Regions from separate parts of the Bombyx mori genome. Here region 2 is linked to region 1. The links are chromatin contacts, called in public Hi-C maps. All regions are on one chromosome and are shown on one strand. Each heading gives the region's core, a stretch centred on a gene start, on an enhancer-like site or on the middle of the called end of the contact. The rest is flanking DNA. Distances are from core to core; before and after follow the strand shown. Region 1 overlaps LOC101745857 (CCR4-NOT transcription complex subunit 6). Region 2 overlaps LOC101745857 (CCR4-NOT transcription complex subunit 6).

Region 1 (5,107 bases), core at 1,176-3,675:
CGCGAGGAAAGGCAACGTGTGGTGAAGCGCACCACCACCCGAAGTGATGACCACGACAACTCTGCCAAGAGTGCATACGACTGAGAAGAAGATCTTGAAACAGGACGTCAAAGTATTTACTGTATTACATGTAGACTTCGTACCCTTCAAGATGAAAAACATAGTGGTTTTGCAGTAGAAATAAGAATACCTACCCACTCATGTGGGGGCACACAATACGTTCGACCCCCAATAAAGTCGTTCTTATAATTTCTCTAGATTAGATTCTCTCCGATCCATTTGCGCAGACCTTTCCATATCGCTCTATCCTAAACCTAAATTAAGGACTCTGGAATAGGCAAACCTGTGAGGAATTTCATTTGGTCTGCTCAGCGTGTGATCTTGTGATATTTTCCTGTCCACCCCACTCTGCATAATGATTCATGACCATTAAGGTATAATGTGCCAAACTGATGGATATGAATTGAATACAGATGACGTTCCCTTGTTTGTAGATGTGAAAGTTAAAAGTTCTATACTCAACTAAAATATTATTCTACTGCGTTGTAGATGTCGGAAACACGACATAAACAAAAACACTGTAATGTAGTTGCCAAATGAATCTTAACAAAAATACTGCGATCGGATATCGAAACTTAGAGGCGGTTTTGGCTTACAGTGCTGCGTCCGGCTTAACATTAACATTCCCAAAATACTCTTGGGATCTGAATATCGTTTACGAGGCGTATTTTATTCTCGTCGACAGGCATATTAAAACAAGTGATTGTACAAAAAACGTTTGAAATATAATTTCTCAACGATTAAATTGAGAAGCAGAAAGGAAAGTTTGAATCGACCAGTGTTGACAATTAAATCGCAATCTTGAAAACGTTTGGTGACTTTCGAATGTAATGGAGGGGGTTAAGGGGTGTTTCGTATCTCGTTTCCAACGTTATAAATGTTTTCTCTTTATTATGTCAACAAATGCAATTAATTGCCTTGTAGTTGTATTAAAATATTGACTTGATTCATTATGCAACAGACACAAATTCGGTTACACGTTTTCCCCTAATAGAATTATAATTTGATTGCCTTGGAATGTCAAATATTACGAAAAAGATAATTGGATAATATATAATTGGATAATTGGAAATTAAGTACGAGGTAAATATTTTGTATTAGAATAAATGGCTGGCTCCGAAATTGATAGGTTTACTCAGAGATTTATAACTAATAATGGGTGCCGAAAACACACACAGGAGATACAGCAACTACAAACAGACTCTGAATCCTAAAGATATTTAGATATACTAACAGGAAATCGAAATCGGAGGAAACCTAGAAGTAGACCCAAGACAAGGTGGAAAGATGTAGTGCTGAAGGACAAAAGGAAATACAATGCTGCTGACGAGGATGTCGAAGACAGAGTGAAGTGAAGGAGTAGAAAGCTAACCCCACCACCGTGTGGAATAAATGGCTGGGAAGAGAGTGAGAGAGACTAACAGGAAATCGAAACCGAACCAGGTGTGGGTACATTGGTCATAACCAAGAACCACTAGATCAATAAAGTGGTTAGATTGAAATGAATCATTTTGTGGAATATGCCCAAGCAAACAGCAAGCTTCATGTGAATTATTAACAGTATTCAGTAGGCAACTATGAATATACATCAACCAGTTTTGCGATGCTGGGGCGGTAGCCATCCATCCGTACAGCACAAGATATTTGACAAATACCTGAATCTCGCTTACTACATTTTCTAGATAAGTTCCGAACTACAACATCTGGACCATCGCGTCTGTCTACCGAGCAATATCACCCGTTCGGTGGAAGATCTTTCCTTTCGTCGGTATACCTACCTACATTGTTAACAAACGGCATAATTTAGCCTATGATAAGGTCCCGACTAACTTGTACTAACGTCTCCACTAACGTCAATAGGTAAATCGGTAGTCGTCTTTGATAGTATGGTATATATAGTTGCTTCTGTCGAACGTCAGCTTTTATTTTTATTTTTACTACATACATAATATGTGGGTAAACGAGCTCACTACGCGCCTTTTGTTAAGTGGTTACTGAAATTACAGAATTCACATGCATGTCACCACACGCCTTGAGACGTGAGATTCAAGTGTCAATTTTTTTTTTGTAATACATTTGTCCTTTCGTATTGAAATGCATAATAGAAATAGACAGAAAGATGATTCTACCCTACCCGGAATTACTATGCGTGCTACGACCAGTAGACTTTCAGACGAGTCAAGAGTGCAGACATAACCACAGACGCACGCGCACATACACGCTGTCTTTAAATATAAATTTATAAGCACAGCAACGATGCTTAATAATTTTATTGTAAATTTGTATTCAGTATACGAATTCATAGCTACAATCAGCTCTAATGTAACCAGTAAGTACGGACCGATCAGACGTCCGGCTCGTGTTTTAAGTTATCACACACACCTAATACATTGTTTCATTCAAATGAAAACATCGAACGCACGAGTCTTGTGAATTCAAATAACGAGAAACAAAGAGTTCACTAAACCTATCGACGTTATTGTGTTATCTTTTATTAATAGATGCTTTTGTTGATGTCTGTTCGTTTCCATAATACGGTTTTATTGGTGGAGCTTGGCGTGCGAACTCTTTTAATTTAGAACCTATTGTGGATCTGAATTCTTTTAAAGCAATTCTGTTCTTGCTATACTTACTCAGAGATCTTAACATACTATTTACACTTTTCTTTAGTATATTCTTAACTAGCCCAGTTTGTGTATTGTGTTGTGTTGGATTAATGAGCTGATATTTTAATTTGTTCCTTACTATTAAATTGATTTATATGTAAATAATGCTATATGTATATAAAACACATTTTACAATATTATATTGTTGCTTACATCATTTATACAGGGTGTCCCAGAAAGAATGGATAATATTCAAACACCTCCTAGTAGAGCTATTGGGGACTCAATAAAACTTAAAACTCATGTCTCGATGTGGGGGAGACCGCCAGCATTTACGTTGTTGATGCTTATGGGCTCCGGTGACCGCTTCGCTCAAAGTGTGCCCTGAGCTTGTCGACCCTTCTAGATAAAAAATAATCTTTTGTTATTATAAAGTTAGAAATAAATTGAGAATTTACGATCGAAAGCATATTTACTCATTCACAGATTTTTATACCAGAAACACGGGTTGTCGTTCGATTATGTGCGTGTCCAATCGTTCGATATTACTGTCAAGCAACTGAAACTAGTATTCCATGTTCTAATAATAACAAAACAAAAATGCCCACTGAGTTTCTCGCCGGATCTTCTCAGTGGTTCGCGTTTCCGATCCGATGGTAGATTCTGCGAAGCACTGCTCTTGCTAGGGTCAGTGCTAGCAACACTGCGGTTTGAGCCCCGTGAGCTCACCTACACATGTTAGGGTGAAGCTGAAATAGCCTCTTAAGGCTATCAGCATAGGTAGGAAAAAAAAAGTATGATATTTTCGAATTGAGAATACGATTATGTAGTTTCGAAATCATTAAAATGACATAACATTGCGACGCGCACATCCTAATCGCGGTCCAGTTCGCGGTTCGATTGACTTTCCCTTCGGCGCGATAAGTTGTACGCAACAGCGGCTATAACACGCGATATTATATAGCAGCCGTTAACGCATGCTGTACGAGAGTGAGAGTGGATGTCGGAATTGATTCTGTCTAAACACGCGACCGATGACGGGTCAACGAATCAGCGTTGCGCTTTCTCCGTCTCAGAAATCGCGTTACCTTCGTAATCCACAGCCATTTTTTTTTTCTTTCTTTTTTATTGCTTAGATGGGTGGACGAGCTCACAGCCCACCTGGTGTTAAGTGGTTACTGGAGTCCATAGACATCTACGACGTAAATGCGCCACCCATCTTGAGATATCAGTTCTAAATCCTCAAGTATAGTTACGAGCCTATAGCCTATTCTAGCATTAAAACTGTATAATCAAAAAACTTACAAATTTTACACGAGAGTGTTTTAAGTGGTTTAACATGTGATATTTTTAATATTAATCATCTTTGCAACATATATATTTTTCAGTTTTTACCAGTTACATTATCTGTCTTTTAAAGTAAGATAAAATTATGTATTAATTTTGTTAATATATAGTAGTCAAAACATAGGTAAACTAAAAAAAAAGACGTGTGGCACTCGGAGACTGCCGCGGTAAAGCTATTGTAAAGCATTTTTTATCAACTTATGCAATTACAATTAGACAATAATAATTTAATATTAAAACAATAATAAAAATAAGACCACGCTATATTTATAAACATTAACAAAAGCTGTTAGCATTAACTGTCCCCCTCACACTCATAAGCTAGACCGCGTGAGAGAGAGATGGGCAGACTTTTCATGATGCTCATGCACTGCGACGTGACGCCGCGCGCTCATTCACAAACACTACACCAGCGCAACGTGTGAATGTGTTGAACGCGAGCTACATAGTAGGCGTAGTGGGGGTGTCAGGTTATTTTCGTTACGGAATTTCTTGATTCAGTCGCCGCGCAAAACTAAACTACGCTCTTTTGACAGTATTTATGAGAAAAATACTGGTGATACCAAATGATTTCTCATATTAACTCAATTTCGAATATTTTTGGAAGTTGTACCTACACTTTTAATGCGAAAAGACGATATAGCGCGGCGCGTTCTGTATGAATCGAGCGTCGTGATTTGCGTGCAGGCTTTTATCGCTATCGTATAAAAAAATGTTTTCGAAAGTTTTGTATTATATATATACTAGAGGTCCCGCAGTAGTCGAAATTTGACTATAATTAATTGGAATTGTAAGTTTGTACAATATTATTGTTCGATTCGAACCCAGCGACCTCGTGGCAGCCTAGGGCTACGGAAACCAGCACGAGGTGCGCGTCGAACATGTGCCGCGATTCGCGGCGCCGTATGTACTATTTTAACAAAATATCATGCAATCACTCACCGGAACCGATGCCTTCGTCTTCTCACGCCGTATCACTTAGGGAGAAGGGTATGGGGCAGGAATGGATAAGGATTAGCGATGATACACAACTTTAGCGTAGACCGTCAATATACAGGTACCGTCCCGTTCGAGAAGCAAGACAAAGTGACAGA
Region 2 (5,214 bases), core at 1,054-3,553, 97 kb after region 1:
AAAAATGATTTTATTGTAAAAAAAGTGTGGGGTGCTTTTCAGGATATTATCAAAATAACCCTTCTACTCATATCTGTTCATAAAATATTTATTTTTTAGTTGGATTTTGTTAGTTTTTTTTAAACTATTATTTATTTTTCATTTTTTAGTTAAATTTCAATTAGTTCAGGTTTTATTTTCAATTTTTTTTTTTAATACTGAGTTGTCATCGGTTCTTAATACGTATACCAAATTTCGAGTTAATCCTACATTTTGAAGGGGGTCAAAATCCATGTTCAAAGATTCCGTTACAAACATACATACGTCTGAAGCTAATAAAAGCGTATTAAAAACATGTTCGTTTTATTATTTTCTTTGAATTTTAATCTTGGTATTTCGGGTCTGACGAGCAAACGGGCAACTTTCTGGTGAGTGAACTTACGAAGTCGCTACCTTCGTCGGTAACTTACTAAGTTTCACTTCTAGATTCATTGTGTTAAAATAATTTGCGTAATTACTGGTGGTAGGACCTCTTGACAGTCCGCGCGGGTAGGTACCACCACCCCGCCTATTTCTGTCGTGAAGCAGTAATACGTTTCGGTTTGAAGGGTGGGGCAGCCGTTGTGACTATACTTATATCTCAAGGTGGGTTGCGCATTTACGTTGTAGATGTCTATGGGCTCCAGTAACCACTTATCACCAGGTGGGCTGTGAGCTCGTCCGCCCATCTAACCAAAAAAAAAGTTTAATTGAATTTATAAGTTCGTTGAGAGTTTTTTACGCCGACCGTCACAATGTAGAAGGAATGTTATACTGTCATCTTGATCACTTAATCTTGAATGACTGCTGCATCTTAAAGTGACGTATAACTTAATAAAAGTAAAGCTGAACATGACAACTCCGATGGTATCTTCATTATTTACGAGCTTACATACGAAGCATTTTTGCGATGTATGCATTTGTGCATACGAATCCGTACCGCAGTGTGAGCATACGCTGCGTCAGATCACTTACGCAGCACTATTATTGTGTTCTTAGACTTTGCACTGGACTACTTCAGGTCATAGTTGATGATTGACCTCGATTAATCGTTGTGATTAAATTAACGGGTCTCGCGATGCTTTTGTTGTTCTATCCTAGCAACGGTTAGGGATGTGTGGGTGTACACGATATAGTTCCAACGTTAATTACGATCTCGACGGAGCTCTTATTCGTGAGTCACGGCCCATAGTGAAACGGTATGCGCACCATGATTCGGTACATTCAGACACACAGCGTGATGTGCATCGTTAATTGTTGTAATTCACAATTTGTCATAACAATTGTTCGAAGCTATCGCCTTGTGATGTTACACCGATATTGATAAACGCCTGCTGTACTGTCTAGCTAGTAAGTCACGACTCGGACAATTCTAATTATAACGAGAGTGATAGGTATCCGGACAACTAGTAACGTGTGCCAATATGCAGGTAGAATATCGAACACACAATCATTATACTGTCATAGTGCGCTGGCGTGGGTTTAGTATAACGGTGCGCCGTCTAAACTGGGCCACGTACTGAACGTAATCCTATTATGAGCTCGTTAACGTAATCCCTTTTGGCCTTAATACCGGCCGCGTGAATCTCTGCCGCGTTAATCGCTCCATGTTAGATTGAATAGCCCGGTCTGGCTCGAGTGACGACTAAAGTGCAATGAAATTGTCACATCACCCGACCGAAGCGCTATTCAAATTCATTCCATTCGTCAACGGAACGTCTCGCGCTAAAGGTTTATGGTCCGTGAGCTAAATGACTATTGTCCGACATTGTACAAACAACACATAGTGCTGACTCATAAATTATGATAGACGACTCCGCTCCGCCTATCGTACGTCGTCATAAAAATAATAACGACAAATTATCCTATTAAGACCTGACGTTTTAGTTATAATGATGAGAGATACTAAAGCGTGACACGATGATAGAATGAGGACAATTAAGCATTCGGGGGAGTCTTGCAAAGTGCGGTATTATCCTATATGGCATTTCATTAATTATAGTTACGCATTTTGTATTCACTGAGCCGCTTTTAATCTTAAAGCAAATGAACTATTGAACCTATTATAGAGGAGCTCAAAAGTCTGAGAGTCTAATTTAGTCCCGACGATTCGTTATATAAACAGTTCTTTTTCGCGATTACATCGCTCTTTAAGATTAAGAACCTAAAACAAATTGCTTCAATGTAAAATACGTGGTTGTAAAGGCCCAATTTCTGAGCCCATTGTGAGAACGGTCGCGCGATGGTATCGTGCGTGGGCGACTTCACGATAAACAACATTACTCGGATGTTAAGCCTCGTTTTTTTTTTTTTTTTTCATTACGTCGCATACTCTTCTCGTATACGTCGTGACATTTACGAGTAATGGTTGTTTGTGAGTTTAATGAATATCGTGCGCGTTGACGGTTCGTTCGTACCCCGGAGACTGGGTGTGTCCCGCTGCTGCCGCCGACCGGATTGTTGTAGATTTCGTCGAGATATGACCCCCAACGGAAATATTACTACTCGGTACCTCTTGTCTATTACAGCGACATTTAAAGTGGTATTTATGCGCAACGAGCAATTCTCTTTATTAGCACGTAATTGCTCTGGTTTCGTAAATTAAATAGTCGGTCAATTACACGTTTTTTTCTTTTTTTGTTTTTTTTTATGAAGTAATTAGTAATGAAAATTGTTGACCTAATGTTTGACTTTCATAATTGCTTAGAACAAGCTTTTATGATACTGGTTTATGTCGAAGTCGTAGTGGCTTAAAGGATAAGACGTCCGGTGCATTCGTGTTGAGCGATGCAACGGTGTTCGAATCCCGCAGGCGGGTACCAATTTTTCTAATGAAATACGTACTTGACAATCGTTCAATTACTGGTGTTAGGACCTCTTGTGAGTCCGCACGGGTAGGTACCACACCACCCCGCCTATTTCTGCCGTGAATCAGTAGGTAATGCGTTTCGGTTTGAAGGGTGCGGCAGCCGTTGTAACTATACTGAGACCTTAGAACTTATGTCTCAGGGTGTGTGGCGCATTTGCGTTGTAGATGTCTATGGGTTCCAGTAACCACTTAACACCAGGTGGGCTGTGAGCTCGTCCACATATCTAGGCAATAAAAAAAAATCAACTAATTTAATGGGTACAAATAAAATTATACAAACCAGAAATCGTAAAATTACAATGTCGTTGGATCAACGGATTTTTTGAAGAAGATACACGTGAATAGCCAAGTAACCTCGTTTCTTTATTCGAACTCGACTACCGACCACATATTATTACGCCACAAATCAAGGCCGATCTCTGCTCGTATCGATATATTATTCACAAAAAAATATATATACATATATCCTATGTAAATAGTTTCTGAATAAATAGGTCGCTAGTGTAAATTGGAAAGGAACCTAAAATAACTTTAGTATCAGTAACTCAGTTATTCAAATCTGCCGAAATTCTTGTTAAACGTATTTCTTAAAGAGAGAAAGAGAGAGAGAGAACGCTTTCAACATGAATCCCGTCCAATTTGAATGAGTTATCCGTATGACTGACTGCTTCAGGGTGGGTACGCAACGCATACCTAGAGCCACTCACAGAACGATGCTCCCGGTCCCGTTCAAATTGTTTAATGACCCGAATAAGTTAAATGTGGGACTGGTAAGTAATTAAGGGACTGGAAATTCTTGAGATCCGAACGGGGCCCCTTATAGTGGGGTAAACTCGGCGACTCGCATTCATTCGACTAAAACTTTTATATCTTTACGAATAATTGGTAATGGCAACTGCTTTAATGTCAGTAATAATTTACGTTTGCAATATATTCGTAATTCGAAGTTTAATAAAAAGTTGTAGAAAGCGACAACGAACGACAAAAAGCAAACATATTTACATAATTTATGAGAACGTTTTCTGCTACGCGTTAAATAAATCAACTCTAACAAATTACCGCAATATATCACGAATACTACCGAAAATACATCGGCACGAGTACCTACACATACTTGATAATCGTCACAGTTGTAGCGAATGCAACAATGTCGACAGGTAGGTATCTTGTGAAACACTATCCAAATAGTTACTTAGAAATTACTGCGAGGTTTCTCGGTCGCTTCCCTATCGGGTCAAGGTTTTTATAAACACGCTACTCTTTTACACGCTTTCTGAATAGGTGCAAGTTAAATGTAAATTTTGCATTGTCATGATTTAAATAAGTAAGATTTTGTGTAGAGATTTAAATTGCCACCGCCTGCTTTGACCACAAGAGTTATTTTTTATTTTTATTTTTTTTTATTGCTCTTGTAGGCAGACGAGCATACGGCATTACCGTCGCCCATGGACTTCAGCAATGCCAGGGGCAGAGCGAAGCCGCTGCCTACCGCTTAATACTCTCCACAAGCCTCGTTTGAAGAAGGACATGTCATAGCGCTCGGGAAACACCATGGAGGGGAGCTCATTCCATAGCCGGATGGTACGCGGCAAAAAAGACCGTGGATGACCGCAGTGGCTTCAGATAGTACGGATGAATTCTACTCCGGTGGCGAGCGGTGCGATGGCAAAAACGAGATGATGGTATCACCTCGAATTATTTCTCAGAGCACTTCCCATGGAACATACGGTACAAAATACAGAGGGAACCGAAATCCCTCCGCAGACCCAGAGGTTCCAAACGATCCGTGAGAATGGGATTATCGACAATCCGAACGGCCCTCTTCTTATGCAATCAAATGGAAGAAGCTGGTATGACATGGTGGTTGGTTACATTTGAAACGAACGGTAAAGTTTTCCGATCCAAGCCCATGTGACCCGTGTCCAGAAAAATCGTACAAAAACTTCATTAAAAACGTTGAAAGTTCATAAAACTCGCTTCAATAACGGCCACAAATATAACCGAACAGGTTGTTGTTGCATTGTCAGTTCGTTTGTCACGCTTATAAATCACATGAAACATCTCGCAGCTTTTAAAAGGCTTCATTCTCCGTTCTCGTAGTTTCTTTTCAAGCATTTGGAGTTCATTATTCTAATTGTATGCCTATTGTTGTCGATTAACATGCCGATCTGGGGTTACATCTTCAATTACGTGTCGAACTCAGGCACCAATTTTTTTTACGTATTTATGTACCTATGTAGTCACTAGGTAGATTGTTAGTAAAATTAATAATCGCGAATTGGTTTTCAAAGAATATGGGATCCAAACAAATCTATTCAGAGCTATGT

Evidence for each region. A called contact is a pair of places that touch in the nucleus more often than the background predicts.
Region 2: a Hi-C map of whole pupa shows a contact between it and region 1, with 6 times the contacts expected there. The contact joins two enhancer-like sites. A contact is called at or near these places in 2 of 7 Hi-C or Micro-C datasets (both in whole pupa).

The regions. Positions count from the first base shown.
Region 1 is chr6:13,099,601-13,104,707 of ASM3026992v2, forward strand. All of the region lies in intron 4 of LOC101745857 (CCR4-NOT transcription complex subunit 6), which reads left to right. Among protein-coding and RNA genes, the nearest start is that of LOC101740768, 15 kb to the right of the region's middle. Within about 2 kb of position 2,426, at least 5 of the 8 cell types and tissues checked have open chromatin away from gene starts, as enhancers often do.
Region 2 is chr6:13,196,613-13,201,826 of ASM3026992v2, forward strand. The region is part of intron 4 of LOC101745857 (CCR4-NOT transcription complex subunit 6); the gene reads left to right. Among protein-coding and RNA genes, the nearest start is that of LOC105843009, 6.5 kb to the right of the region's middle. Within about 2 kb of position 2,304, at least 8 of the 8 cell types and tissues checked have open chromatin away from gene starts, as enhancers often do.